Regions from separate parts of the Mus musculus genome. Here region 2 is linked to region 1. Evidence: chromatin contacts called from public Hi-C data. All regions are on one chromosome and are shown on one strand. Each heading gives the region's core, a stretch centred on a gene start, on an enhancer-like site or on the middle of the called end of the contact. The rest is flanking DNA. Distances are from core to core; before and after follow the strand shown. Region 1 overlaps Slit3 (slit guidance ligand 3). Region 2 overlaps Slit3 (slit guidance ligand 3).

Region 1 (3,763 bases), core at 538-3,037:
TGTGTCTATCATTGTCCTAACACTTCATAAGGATTATTAATGATCTGAGTGGAAGGAACTAACATTATCCTCATTGTGTGGTGATAATAAAATCACTACTTGGAAAAATGATCTGTCCACTCTCACACATCTCACCTACCCAGGGCACACCTGACTCATCTAACCCTAAGGCATGAACTACCAACCTTTGTGACCACTAAACTTGCAGAAAGGTTTCCTTCTGCTGTGGGACCATGAAAAAAGCTCAGAGAAAGGCTTTTACTAGCCAAATATCCCTGAAGAGTTTTAAGAGATTTGTTTTTCTTCTCTCCCCCTTTTAGACATAATTAATCAAATAGCCAACCTGTCCCTTCCTTTCCTCAATGAAACATTTCTAAAGGCGTAAGCTAGAGGAATGGGTTGAAGGAACACCACCTCGTCCCTCCCAGGGGCCCAGTGTGGGATGACATTTGGTTCATTTGTCATCATATTTGATGTTTCCACATTTCATGGCTCTGTTTCAGGCCAAAGTCATCAAGCAAGCAAACCATGGGGGGCTCTCTTGTTATATCCATACTCTTGAAGGGCTATTGTTCCATGCCACCTCAACTGTAAGGGATCTGGGTCAGCATTTCCCCCTTTAGGGCTTTCATGAGGTGGAGACTTTCATGTCTCACCTTGCAGAAAGGGAAGGAAAGGGCAGAAAGCTTCGGAGGTGGTGACTAAAACAGCTTTGAGATCATGCCAAGGCCCAGTGGCATGGACTGGTTTTTCTCTCTATGTTTCCTGGAATGAAAAGCGAATTTTTCTAGCTTCTCTCTCCCTCCCACATCCCCAACCATCTCTCAGCTCCTGGCAGTGCCAGTGCACACATCCAGGGATAACGCTCAAAATCGCCTCCTTCTCCTTTGACAATAATATAAGGCAAACCATTTGGCATTCGAGAGGCACCCCAGTTGCCTGACCCCTGGCAGGGTCCCAGGGGATTTGTGGTTGACAGCTAATCAGAGCCCTGGCCATAGCCATTTCCCATGACATAGCTGGAATGCTCCCACTGCCCGTCCTTCAGTTACTCGGCCAGGCTGAAACTATTTGCTCCCCTCCCACCCTGTCCATCACCGTCCTTCCTCAGGCTGAGCCTCCTTACCACCCGCTGGATAGACTCTCAAGGCTCTGCATGGGAGAGCAACAAACGTCGCTCTGCTTTTATTATTGACCCGCAACCCACCTCTTGGACTCCTACAACCAACAGGCCTCTTTCAAGCATCCTCCTCTTGAGCAATGATAAACTTCAATGCCAGAGGGGTAGAAAGAGAACAAGCCACTCTGGGCTAACCAGACTGGTATTAGAGGGGTGGCCAAGCGTGGGATTTCCAAGTGGTGGTCATAAAACATGCATCGTTGTTATTTATGGTTAATCTGCCTAGGAACTGGAAATAGAAACATTTCACCGCTCTTCTTCTGCAGGCAATTCTTAGCTTACCTGGGGATGGGAAAGTCTTGTTGATGACAAGCCAGGTGCCATATTCTGCCCAGGGGCTGAATGTGGTGACCAGGAGCCAGACTGCCTGGGTTCCTGCCCAGCTGCACAGACTGACTAGCTGGGCGATCCCAGGTAATTTATAGAATGTCTCTGGACTTTAGCCTACCTCTCTGTACAATGAAGGAAATCTGAGGAAAGGACTACCACACGCGCCTGCCATGGGAACTGTGTATATTTGCAAACCAGTGCCTAGCACATGGTGAGTGCTGCTTCGGTGCTCGGAAAAGAAATGCTATAATGAGATGTTCAGCATAGATATGCAAATGTGACATTCTGAACATTTTCATGACTGGATAGCATTACTCGGCATTCTTTACTGAGGATGCTCCTGACATCTTGGGAGTCTTACAGAGCTTCCTGCGGTCAGAGTAGGGTTTGATGCTGCTTCGCCTTCTGTTACGATAGTGGGTCTCAGTCTGGGGCCCCTGCCCACCTTGGAAAGTGGAAAGAAATTCAAGGCCCTCCAGCTCCACCCAGAACTCCTGACTCAGCCATCCTGGGACCGAATCCAGGAATTTGTTGTAACAAGCCCTCCAAGAGACTGGGAGGTAGGATGTTTAAGATATGCCCTAGATCACCAAGTTCCCATTTGAGGGGGAGAAATAAGGTCCCTTCCTTCCTGCCCCAAGGTCATTATGCAAAGTGAACGTAAGTGTAGGGCCACAGCCACTTCGGGTGGATCTGTATAAGCTGTTCTGTGCTGGATGTTGTGGGAATGTCGACCATGGAGGAGCATATCCCCGAATTGTGTAGAAAAGCCAAGTGTGGACACAGTTACCTAAGACATGGACCACCCTGGAAGTCAACACATCAAGATCCAGAGGCTTCGGGTCAAAGGAAGCCAGGCCTGTATCTCTACAAGTGAACTTGGGGAAGTCACTTAATCTCACTGTGCCTGGCTCCCCTCCTCTCTGAAACTACTCTAAGGATGAAATCAAGTCAGAGCCATGGCCTTGTAGGTAGAGACACAGGGCTTAGTGGGCTAGGGTCAGAATGAGCATCTACTACCAAATGATCCATGATTCATCTCATGATGAGGATGTTGCCTCTGAAGGAGGAAGCTACAGGAATGGGACTTAGACCCAGGGAAATTCTCAGAAGATGGACACGAAGGAGGAAAAACAGGTTGCTACAGATTATTAGAAAAGGAAATTATCAGGTAAACCAAATCGACTCCATCTATAGGCTCTCTGCTTTGCACAAACTAGCCTTAAGCTAGGGAATCCAACAGCGAAGATGGCCCCCATCCCAGATGTAGGCTTTTGATGTCAGGCTCTGCTCGCCTTTCCCCCTCATGACTCACATATAGCGGGGAACAGCTGAAAAATATTGACCTTATAATTTTCCCACAGTTCCCTACTGCTCTGTAGTCTCAGAACTGCATCAAAGTAAGTGCACAGATAGGATGAGCTATGAGCTCAGAGTGCAACCGCATGAGCCTTTGGCTCAGAGCTGGGTAGGAAGATTGGATGGGATACTTCATTCTTATCTGTATAAGGAGACACTATATAGGTATTACTCTCCTGAGCCACAGAGGGACGTGCACATCTTTCGGGCTTGTCACTCTCAGGCTAATTTTCCTATAAAGTCTCTACGACTTTTGCCCTGTTAAGTCTTCCAAAAGCTTAGGTACAAAGGGGAAGGGGAAAAGGGGCATGGGAGAAGGTAGTAGACCCATCTCCAGTGAGCCCTGACAGTCCTGAGCCCACCCGTGTCCCAGTGATTTATACTCTGGTAAGATTTTTAGCAAATCAAGATGCTTGAGATGTTCTCTTTCAAAGCAGGGGAAAGCAACCCCAGACATCTAAACAGACCACATACTTGTGAGTCTAGCCTATTGTTTTAGAATTTTTGTGGAAGGCCTCTAAATGCCACCCTCAGACTCCCCACAGAGACTGTAACTGTACTGAGTAACTGTAAGGCAGAGAAGATGGGATGGAAAGAGTTTCTTTGAATCCAACTCCCTTAGAGAAAGCGTTCCCTCCAAGCTCAAGAAGCAGGGTGTGGCAGAGGACCATGGCACCGTCACCAGCAGGAGCTGCACTATCCTAGGTCCCATGCTTTGCCCAATCGTCTGAAGTGCCAACTTCCCTCAAGGCCCTGGGGGTACACTCCTACTCTGCCCCAAAGTATACACCATCAAGTGACCTTGGCTTCTTCCCATTCTCTCTGAGTTGATCTGTCACCCATATGACTCAGTCTTGTTCTGGGCTGTCCCCAGCTAGCCCCCTTCCCTGATGG
Region 2 (4,171 bases), core at 821-3,320, 130 kb before region 1:
TTCAATGGCCAAATATGCATGGTCATGCTCCCCTGGGCTGGTAAGTGATCAGGCTACTCCATTCACACCCTAGAAGGGGTTAGGGGAAGACTGCTCTTGGTTTGGAGGGTCGTGGATACCAGTGTTTTGATGGCCTTGGCTGGAGTGAAAAAGCAAGTACGTCTGAGGTGCCTTGTGAGTGGGGTGGTCTGACCAGGGAAGGCTGTATGGTGTATAGCACACTCCAGCTCATGGCCTACCAAGCATGGGGCCCTTTCTGTTTCTATAGCATTATCCTATGAGTATTGTAGGTTCCTTCTGTGAGACAGATTTTTCTTGGAGCCATGAAGAATAGGGGACTCTCAGGAAATCCTGGTGACAGGAAGACACCTACTCAGGAATTCCCTATGTCTACTCTAGTCAATGGCCTTTGACTTTTGGATGTGACCGTCAGGAACACAGCACAATTGCCAGCACCCTCCCTTCCGTCAACACCCATGTTCTTCCAATTGTGATGCATGGAAGTTGGGCATGAGAATTCATACCAGGATCGGGATGAGCTGAGCTCAGATGCCCCTTGATGGGATGGAGCTGAAGAGAGAGGCATCCTCCCGCTGAGAACCATGACTCTAATTGAAGGTTAATCATACCATTTCAGTGTCAGACTTGAGCTGTTCTGCCTAGTTGTCCCAGAACTGGGTGGGGATTCCGAAACACCTCTAGGCTTTGCTTTATAGAAAATTAGTTGAGAACCCACAAAACCTGTAAAAGCTCTGCCTATGACCATTGTTGAATTGGCCTATTCTCCTCTCACGCAAACGCTTTTGCCTGCAATTCAGACTCATAAAAAGAGAAAATGAAAGAGTCACAGAGACTACTGCAGCAGATACTGAGGTGAGACGTGGCACCTGATGTCAGAACTAGGAATCGGAGCTAAGCATGGCAAATTCTAGTGTGCATGGGGCACGGAGCTCACAAAAGAATGGCAGGAAACTGCCAGGTGCAAACAGCCATGAACAGACAGACCTGTGGTTACTACCACTCTGAGCATCCAAGAAGTACTTGATAAATATAGATAGGATGAGCCGCATAATCACAGTCCCAAGAAACAGCTCTTGAAGCCAAGACTTTATTTCATGTTGGAGCTTTAGGCTCTAAACCACTCTTGAGTAATGTCTCCTGCCAATCTGTCACTTGAGTTGCTTCGGAAACCTTTCCTTAAAGGAATTCCACACCCATAAGAAGTTTATTACTCTGTCATCCCATTTGTTAGGCTAGTTGTGATACGTCAGAGGAACGTAAATAATCCCATTCAATTGAAAACAAAAAACAAAAACCAAAGCTTTCTTGCAAGCATTCAGAACTTTTGGCATCTCAAGCTCCGTCTGCATTTTTCCAAATGCTGGGCTGATTTTTTTCATGACTGTATGTTGAAAAAGCCATGAGGGGCGGGGTGCGCAAGACTCTCAGATGACCCTTCAGGAGAAACCTGTCTACATCTGGCTCTCCTCTGACACCTGCTGTATCGAACCTGTTTCCTTTGTCTTATCCTGGGAAAATGTACGTTTCTCGAACCGTCGCCACATATTCATCTGTAGACACCTTTCCCAACTCAACCACTTGAATAAATGACTCGGTTTGCTTGTAATGAACTTTTCCAGTTCAGCCTCACCAACAAAAAGATTAGATAAAAATTACCAAGTAACTGAAAGGTTCAGAAATCAGCTGCTTTGGCCTTTGTTTTTCTCTCCTTAGGTGTTTATGGTGGAGTGGGAATGGAAACTCGAACACAGACCAATTTCAGGTTCCTGTCAGCATCTCATGACAGGTCCTAGATAAACCCCATAAACTGTGAAAAATGGACAAGTCTTGGTTTTGATAACCTACCCTGGGATGAGGACCAAGAAGTTAAAGTCTCTGGATTCCGGAATTTTATCTCATGTGTTTTCCAGTGATTAATCCCAAACTTATCTTATTTCGTCAACAGTTCCAACAAGCCAAAAGGGACATTTTGGACGTCTGGCTGTAGCTCTTCTCTCGGCCCCAGCTTACCAGTGCCAAATGAAATGCTGATTAACCAAAAGTGCCCCTCCTCCCCCTTTTCCTGGCACGCGGAATTGCAAGGCAGCTATAGAGCAATGCTCTGGAGAGTGTAGACGTGGGTGGGAACTGCAGACAGGAGAGTTTTAGACTGTGGGGAAGGCACTGGTGTTGAAGAGGAATAGGAAGCAGGGGTCCAGGGGTGAGGTTGTGGAAAAGCAACGGGGCTGAGCTGAACAGCAAACATGAGGCGTTCCAGAGAACGCTGGAGAGAAGGGTCTAGAGGGAAAGGAGTGTCAGAAATAGGAATTGGTGGAGATTGAAGTCAGGTGGACAGACCTGGAGACTGGCTGTGAGGGGTGTAGTCCCAGGAACCACTGCCTATGATAGTGTAGGAGAGCCAGATGCTCTGATACTGGTGAGAGGGCAACAGACATGAGAAAGGAGTGACAAAGAACTGGGGGTCCGATTTAGAAACATCAGCTGGGTAAAGTAGGTTGGGGTCTAGACCCTTTGTGTTTTCCCCTTGTTTGTGCACTGCCCTAACTGTGTGCTTTTCTCCTCATCCCCGGACTCCATCCATCATCCATGCGCAGTACCATTCACCTACAGCATCTTACCCACAAAACCCTCACTTAGTATTCCTAGAAGCTTGGGTGAATCTCCCCCTGAATACCTGTGAAATACAAGCTCAAAACGCTGCTGAAATGAAGGCTTAAACCACACCCAAACCAGCACATGGCTAGAGAATGAGATGCTAGCCTCAGCCTCATGTCACATTGCCTCAGACCTCTGAAGGACAGGTGTACATTTGGGAAATCTGCCTTGGTTTATGGACCCTTAAGCTGATTGGGAGTTGGTGACCCATCCGGTCCCTTTCTAAAATCCTGGTCCAGGGAACCGACTGGAACCTTTTACACAGTTCTGAGTTGACAAACCTTTCACTGAAATCCTTTAACCTATCTGAAGCATATAGGATATAAACTTTGGCTTCTACGCAGGTCGAAGGTTACTGGGTAAATCTCTTCAAATCTCCCTGCAGCCTTACCAAGGGCTCATAGGAGGCTTTAGTGCCCTCTGTGGCGGGAGTCAGACTCAATCAGCTTTCTAGAATGTTCTATGGTGAAGGCTGCTCTTCTTGGCTCTGCAGGCCACCCTTTGTCTTTTTTGAGGTTCTCATTCAGTACTGGCCTTTGGGGAACTCTATGGGGCTACTATGCATGGACCAAAATGGCTAAGCAGTAGTGTTTGTGTGCGTGTGCGCACATACACACGCACACGCACACACACTCACTCAGGGCAGAACCAGGAGAAGTAAGCTGTGAGTCTGTCCTTCTCGGCCTGCTGCTGGGGGAAGAGCTGGGCTCACTTGTGCCTGTGATTGCTCTGTCAAATCAATTCAAGAGACCATAAAGATATAAGCACTGAACAGCACCATCACGGGACTCTTATTTTTTTCAAGGCTCCCTGCCAGATATAACAAGAATAAATATGAAATGGCTTCATACTCCAAGCATGAACTAATGTTGGGGCTGGGGCTGATAAGTAAGAAACAGCTAAACAGACTTTGACACGGTGACTCTGGAGAGAGCAGTGTTCTCACTGGAAGTGGGGGTGTGGGGATTTACAGGGGCTGTTGAGGACAGAGCTGTCTGGGAGAGGTTCCTCCCTCATAAAAAATCCAGGCCCCTGCTGACTGATTCTCACGTTAGGAAAACACGGGTAAATCACCAGGACAATCCAAGAATGGTTCCCTATGTGCCTTTTGAGCACTGCGGCCCTCCTTCCTTATCTGGTTCTAATTTGCTTCATGGGTGCTGTTCCCAGTCAATTAATTGAAAGGATTTTTGGCTCGAAGCCCATAACCCACCTGGAAAAAAACAAAACAAAACCCCCGAAAGCCTCATATTTTCCTGTCTCAGAGAAGTAAAAGGAACAGGACTCACCCCTTCCTGCATCCCTGCTGGGTCAGGAATGGGTGCCTAGGACACAGGTAGGGAGGGATAGCTGGCTGGACCTCTCTCTGTGCAGGGATCTGTGGTAAATCACTGGCTTTCAAAGTCTGAGGGAAAATAAGGCCATTATGAGGCTTTTAAGATCAACCATAATAGACTCCCTACAATTTGCTTCTCTTTGGCTGTCTTTATGGACC

The links. Hi-C and Micro-C count contacts between places; a contact is called where the count stands out from the background.
Region 2: a contact with region 1 is called in a Hi-C map of cerebral cortex, with 2.4 times the contacts expected there. The contact joins two enhancer-like sites. A contact is called at or near these places in 1 of 39 promoter capture datasets (hippocampal neurons), 14 of 484 Hi-C or Micro-C datasets (the HL-1 cell line, the N1E-115 cell line, Sertoli cells and 7 more) and 1 of 115 datasets of contacts at active chromatin or transcription factors (heart atrium).

The regions. Positions count from the first base shown.
Region 1 is chr11:35,259,890-35,263,652 of GRCm38.p6, reverse strand. The region is part of intron 4 of Slit3 (slit guidance ligand 3); the gene reads right to left. Among named protein-coding and RNA genes, the nearest start is that of Gm46277, 26 kb to the left of the region's middle. Within about 2 kb of position 1,787, at least 26 of the 459 cell types and tissues checked have an H3K27ac peak or open chromatin away from gene starts, as enhancers often do. A contact at or near this core is called in cerebral cortex, where this site is marked.
Region 2 is chr11:35,393,475-35,397,645 of GRCm38.p6, reverse strand. All of the region lies in intron 4 of Slit3 (slit guidance ligand 3), which reads right to left. Among named protein-coding and RNA genes, the nearest start is that of Gm46277, 110 kb to the right of the region's middle. Within about 2 kb of position 2,070, at least 19 of the 459 cell types and tissues checked have an H3K27ac peak or open chromatin away from gene starts, as enhancers often do. A contact at or near this core is called in cerebral cortex, where this site is marked.